Linked DNA regions of Mus musculus: region 1 is linked to region 2. The links are chromatin contacts, called in public HiChIP or PLAC-seq maps. All regions are on one chromosome and are shown on one strand. The core of a region is the stretch at or near the end of the contact, and the rest is flanking DNA. Distances in the headings are between cores, read along the strand shown.

Region 1 (2,898 bases), core at 194-2,693, 310 kb before region 2:
AATGAACAACTCACTAGAAGCACAATCCAGACAGAACAGCAGCAGCCAAGGGGAGGGAGGATTGATTTATGGGAGAAAATTAGAGGAATGAAATACATAGATAGAGTTTGCCTAAGTGAGAATGATGGCGGCAGCCAGGGGCACCAAGGGAGAGGAATTGCCTAACATGGGAGCAGAGAGCAGGAGCGGAGTGGGGGCACCCAGGCTGGAATATAGATGGAGGTTCATAAGCGTGCGTTGCTGCCTGTCAGTGGTCTGTGCAGTTGGAAAATGAACTTCTGCATATAGATGTATAGGAGAACAGAGGGCATCTACCCCAGCATGAAATGGGCTAGTTGCGGCAGCAGCACCACCCCACCCCACCCCCACTGGCTCATCTCCCTCTACTATATGGGTTGGCATGTTTAGTAAATTATTATTCTTGGGGATAAATGTGGTGCAACTTGAAAGTCAAAAAACAGGCAGGGGACTTGGGCAGCAGCAGATACTGTAAGCAGAGAGCTCGGTGGCTCACTATTTGTCCTTGGAATGGACAGCCTCTATTTACACTACAAGTGTTGTGCATCTCGGCTTCCTGCACAGTGTACAGTGTTGAGATCAGATGGCTGCCTCCTTCTCAAGACTGAGCAGGGCAGAAGAGCAGAAGTCATGACACCATCTCCCTCAGAACTTCACCTCCTGCCACTCGCAGCCCATCAAAGAGCAAAGGTTCCTGGGCCCTCCCTGTGTGCCAGGCCCTGCCATTAGCATCACACACACACACACACACACACACACACACACACACACACACTGTAAGCTTCTAAGGAAGCCATTCTTATCACTAAGACCCCTCTATTTATAGAGGGGGAAAATGAGCTGTAGGGACATGATGGGACTTGTGTAAAGCCATTAAGCAGATGACAGAGCCTTACTCTGTGACTCAGCTAAGCCCCCAGCTACTGCTGGACAAAGTACCTGCCATGCATCCCAGTATCTTGCAGCCTGGTTTGGGTGGGAAGGGCACACAGGAAAGTACAGGCTTATAAGATGATGTTGAAAGCAAGGGTTGGGTTGAACCTTTTGCCAAATCCATCCGGAGTCTGGGAGTAGCTGTCAAGGCAATGGTGCTCAACGTGGGGTTGGGGACCCAATTCAGCTCTGTTTATAACTCAAGGGGGAACAGTCCCATACTTCAGTCTCTCTTTAAAATGGGAACTAGACTTGTCCCATTTTTCATTGTGACTGTTGAAATAAGGGTAAGGAGACTGACCTGACCGTAGAGTAGGTCCTGTAACACATCCCAGCAGTCATTCGTTGTAGTGTGCTTGCTTGCTGCTGTTGTGAAGACTATTGTTAAGCAGGAAGCAGCTTAGATGCAGGTGATCCAGCCCCAGACAGAGACACCCATAACCCAGTGAAAGTGATGGGTGAACAAAACATTTCCTGCCCAGCTGCTTCTCCTTACACCCCACCCCATAGCAGAGTGGGCAGGCAGGCAGGCAGGCAGGCCATATGCAGCACATACCACTAGGCACTTGCTTCCCCTTTCTGTTTTCTTTACTCTTTTGAGTAAGGGAGGGGTTGCTGGGAATAGAACGCAGGACCTAGGACTCCTAGCCCCAATGGGTGTTAGTATATGTTTTATCAGCCTGTTGCACCCAGTCTGTAGCAGGGCTCCTTTCTGCCACAAGTAGCTCCAGTCTGTAAACCGGGCTCAGCTCTGTCCTACCTCCATTGCCTCCACGCTGTATCACTGTCCATCTTTGGAGAGTGATAGGTATGCACGCTGGCTCAAGAATGTCTTAACTTTCTGCTCATACCATATTCCACAGATGCTTTGGCTAAGCCAAGTCATGTGGTCAAGCCCTAGCCTAGTGGGGTGTGGAAATAGGAAATAACTCTGTTTCTAGTAAGAAAAACTGGGGCTCGAGAGATGGCTCAGTGGTTAAAAGAACTGACTGCTCTTCCAGAGGTCCTGAGTTCAATTCCCAGCAACCACATGATGGCTCACAACCATCTACAATGCCCTCTGCTGGTGTGTCTGAAGATAGCTACCGTGTACTATTATACATAAAAGAAATAAATAATTCTTTAAAAAATAAAAAAGAAAGGTGGCTTGGCCAAGCTTGTAGTCACAGAACGGGGATGAATCATTGGGAGTAGGATTGTAGAAAATTGGGGGAAGGGGGACCCTTAGCCAGAAACACTGGCCCATTGCTCAGCTGTTGTTTTATCTTCTGGGAGACCAGCCAGACTGAGGCCCGTTTCTGTCCAAGCACCTGACTAAGGGAGAGTCTGTGCCAGCCACCCAGCCTCCCGCAGTCTGCTGAGGCTCTGGCTGAAGCAGGCATTGCCTTTTATCCAGCCTGCTTCTAACTCATTATTTACATAGACTATAAAATAATGCTTAACTCTAAATTACCGCAAGTCAGAGCCTCGAGTGAGGCTAGCTAGACCTTCCCAGATGAAAGCCGACTAAATACAATAGGGAGGGAGGAGGACAGCCACAAATAAAATGTCACTGAGTGCCTAATGATAGAAGGCTATGCGACAGCCTGCGTAATTGGGCAAAGTGGCTGATGGCAACAGCTGGCGGGGTTAGCTGGTCTTCGGTTCTATTTATGTGTTTATCTGCTGCCTGTCACCATAATGGCCACAAGCAGTATTGATCACAGATTAATTTTGCCTCATCCCTTCTGTTTCTCAGCTCTACCCTTATCAGGCTCACCTCCTCCCCTCAAATAGACATCCAAATGAATATGTGGGGTAACCTGAAGTTTAGGGGCACAGTCTGTCTACCAGGGAATGTAAAAGCAAGACCTCCTGTGACCCTGGCACTATCCTAAGAGGCCTTAAATCTTCTAATATGACAGCCTTATGAGTTGGATATCATTGCTGCTGTTTTACAGATGCAGC
Region 2 (3,224 bases), core at 345-2,844:
TGTGGCAGCAATCAGCCGAAGGATCCAGGATCCTGCTGTGATGGAGGTGGGAAGGAGGTGGAATCACAGAGCCCTGTGGCAGAGCCGTGCATTCTTCTGCTTGTTTGTCCATGTTTCTTGGTTCACCGGTTCCTGTACCTTTGCTGTGCACCTGTCAGGACCCTATTGCTCTACTTAGGGCTAGTCTTGGAGTCAGGAAAGAACTAAACACCTGGAGCCTGATTTCCTGGGAGCTGTGGCTTTCTCCATCCCTCGGGTGAGATTTGGGTACCCACATTCCCTCTGCCCTGAACACCGTTGTTTGGGATAGTCAAGACAGATACTAAATTTCTTCTCCTGCTTGTACCTTCAGCGCCCAGCCCAGAGTCTTGAGCACAAAAGTAACCATTTATTGTGGTGCCGGCTAGTGAAGGGTACACATCCTTGTCAGCCCTTAAACTATGCCAAGGAGCCAAGGATTGAAAACGATGACAAAGTATCTGCTGTCATTGAGTCAAGAGAGAACTAGAACTCCTAGATGGGCTTCATGAAAAAGCAAGACCATGTCAGGTCTCCGAGCTCTGGTCACTTCTTGGTCTCTGTTTGGATCATTCTTCCTGATTTTTCTCTGATGCCTTCTCTTGTGGCCTTGCCCGGATGCTCTTAGACTTGGTCTTTTCTCTGTTTGTGGAATTATTTGGACCAGATTAGATGTGACATGCCATGGTGTTTGTTTCCAGGGAGACACTACCCAGATGGCTCCATCCTGTCTTCTCATCCCAGTCTTAAATCAGCAACAGGAAGATGAGCTAACACTTCTCCGGCTCTGGTTGTTTGCCAGGTGCAGGCACAAGGACTATAAATGTTCTGTTTTTCTTAAACAGTCCAAATAAGCCCTTTTATGAGGTCAGCGTTGTTGTTATTCCCATGCTCCAGATGAGGAAACAAAAACAGGACAGGACTCTTATGCAGTTGAGTGAAATTTCTCAGCTGGTAGGAGGTAGTAAGATTCTCAGATGCAGAACTGTGAGCATCCTGATCCCTTCTGTAGGGAGGGATCTATCTGGTTGGCACATGTTGGGCTTGGATCTCCCGTTTGCCCAATCAACTATGACCTTGAATGTGGTCAGATGGAACCAACATGCCCCAGGGAGCTCTTTCCCATGGATGGGTGTACAGTCTCAGGTTCCTCCATCAGGCTCCTGTTGACTAATGAGATATCACCAGCCCCATCTCCCCCCCCCCCCGCCCCCCACTGCTGTGCTTTTGACTCTCTTGGGGCTATCCTCAGCGTATTCCCCTTTCCTGTAATAAGAAAGGAGGCAGGGTCATCTTAGAGATAAGGGTGGGTATCTTTCTAGAGCTAGCCTTTTTGTAGATAGGAGGATGGGCGTGGCAAAGCGCCCGCAGCTTACATCTGAAATGCTGAATTCAGGGCTTAGCTCCCAAATATGGAGCGTGGAAAAGGAGCCCCTGAGGATTCTAGGACTGAGGTTAGGAGGCTGGACTCCACTTTCTGTTTCTGTTTTGACTTATAACGCCATCCAGTATTACTTACTTCCCCTTCAGCTGTGTCAAAATACCTGACAAACACAACTTAGAAGGGGAACTGCTTACTTAAGCTTACAGTCATCGTTGCGGAGAAGGCACAGTAACGGGAAGGTGAGGCAGCTGGCCACGCTGTATCTTGTATCTGTATCAGCAAGTAGAGAGAGATGAATGCTGGTGTTCAGCTGGCTTCCTCTTTCTATGCAGCCTGAGACCACAGCCCAGGCAATGGCTCTGTGCGTGAGGTGGGTGGGTCTTCCCACCCCTATTAACCTAGATATGCTGCCCAAGGGGTGTTTCCATAGTGACAGTCAAGTTTAACTACCATACATCTCTTTCCATGTATGGTCATGGCTGCCTTTTGAGGACCCTCCCCATCTGAAAGTGGAGCATGCAGACCTGTTTCTGTAACAAAAGCCTTTTGAGGTTCTGGGGTTTGTGTGGAACAACCCAACAATACATGACATCACCCCCCTTAAAGTCTCTGAAGGTGTACCAGAATGTCTATCTACTCTGGCCTGTCCCCTTTCCCCACCACGGTGTGTATATGCAGTTCTTTGCAGCTGATCTTAGGGAATCTGCTCAAGTGTGTCCCTGGGCCTAAAGCCCCTTCATCCCTCCATCAGACATTAGAACCTGACTCTCTAATGCTGACCTGTGCTGTGGCCTTCCTGGTCCCTGCAGGGCTAGGGTCTTGGTGCTCATTTTTTTCTCTGCTCTAAACACTGTTGTCCAGAGCAACTCTTAAACTTCTTCCCTATGCTGTGCCCTCAGCACCCTTGGTCATAAAAGTAGGTGCTCATTGAGCATGGCTCAGAAAGTGATGGAACCAGTTAGGAAGAACCCAAGATCCCTGGCCTGAGTCCCATGATGGCTTCTTCCTTTAGAAGTGAGGAATATAGCCTGAGAAGTTCCATGGCTGTGTTGAGGTTCTGGAAAACTGGGCCATGAAACAGTCCCCACTGTGGATCTTCCTGTTCTTCCCACGTCAGGGTACTGGAAGGTCAGAGAGTTAGTTGGCTAACTAACTCAGGAGTATAAACTGAACTGTGTGAGCTGGGTCAGTCAACCAGTCCTAGTCTTTTTTACTCTCTCCACCTCTCAGCCTTCCTTCCTGTCCCACCCCCTCCCCCCCTCCTTTCCAACACTAAACATTCTGCTACCTGAGCTCAGGGAGGGTGGAGCTGGGACAGAGGGGGTAGAGAATCGCCAAGCCTGTTTCTAGCACCACAGTCAAGCTCATCCCAATATAGTCACTCTCTCCACATCTGTCTCTTCCCTTCCCTTTTTAGTCTCAGACTGCAAACCCTGCTTATATTTTGTCAAATTTGCATATAATCTGTAGCCTCTTTTCAGGTTTCTTGTTTCCTTAAACCATCCAACACCCAGGCATCTGTGCCTCATTTGGTGTAGCAGAAAAGGGCCAAGGAAAAGCCCATTTACTTGGGAACCACATCTCAACCATGGATCCCTAATCTGCAGGAGCTGGCCCCACTTGCTTCACTCCACAGACAACTTGCAGGGCTGTGGTGAGCTTTAGCTTTTTACGGGGAAACCATTCAGGATCTCTTCTGTGAATTTGAGGAGATACTCTTTCTGGGTAAGCACAGAGTCCTCTGAAGTCTCTTTTCCCTCTCAGGCCCTTATTCCTTTCTGGTCTCTGGGTCTTTGCTACCCCTCAACAGGAGGGCATACTT

The links. HiChIP or PLAC-seq counts read pairs in DNA pulled down with a chosen protein or histone mark.
Region 1: a contact with region 2 is called in an H3K27ac HiChIP or PLAC-seq map of microglia, with 5 times the contacts expected there. The contact joins two enhancer-like sites. A contact is called at or near these places in 2 of 115 datasets of contacts at active chromatin or transcription factors (microglia and pancreatic cancer cells).

Annotation. Positions count from the first base shown.
Region 1 is chr2:102,038,061-102,040,958 of GRCm38.p6, reverse strand. The region is part of intron 4 of Ldlrad3 (low density lipoprotein receptor class A domain containing 3); the gene reads left to right. Among named protein-coding and RNA genes, the nearest start is that of Gm39888, 48 kb to the right of the region's middle. Within about 2 kb of position 1,443, at least 161 of the 459 cell types and tissues checked have an H3K27ac peak or open chromatin away from gene starts, as enhancers often do. A contact at or near this core is called in microglia, where this site is marked.
Region 2 is chr2:101,731,356-101,734,579 of GRCm38.p6, reverse strand. All of the region lies in intron 7 of Prr5l (proline rich 5 like), which reads left to right. Among named protein-coding and RNA genes, the nearest start is that of Traf6, 55 kb to the right of the region's middle. Within about 2 kb of position 1,594, at least 116 of the 459 cell types and tissues checked have an H3K27ac peak or open chromatin away from gene starts, as enhancers often do. A contact at or near this core is called in microglia, where this site is marked.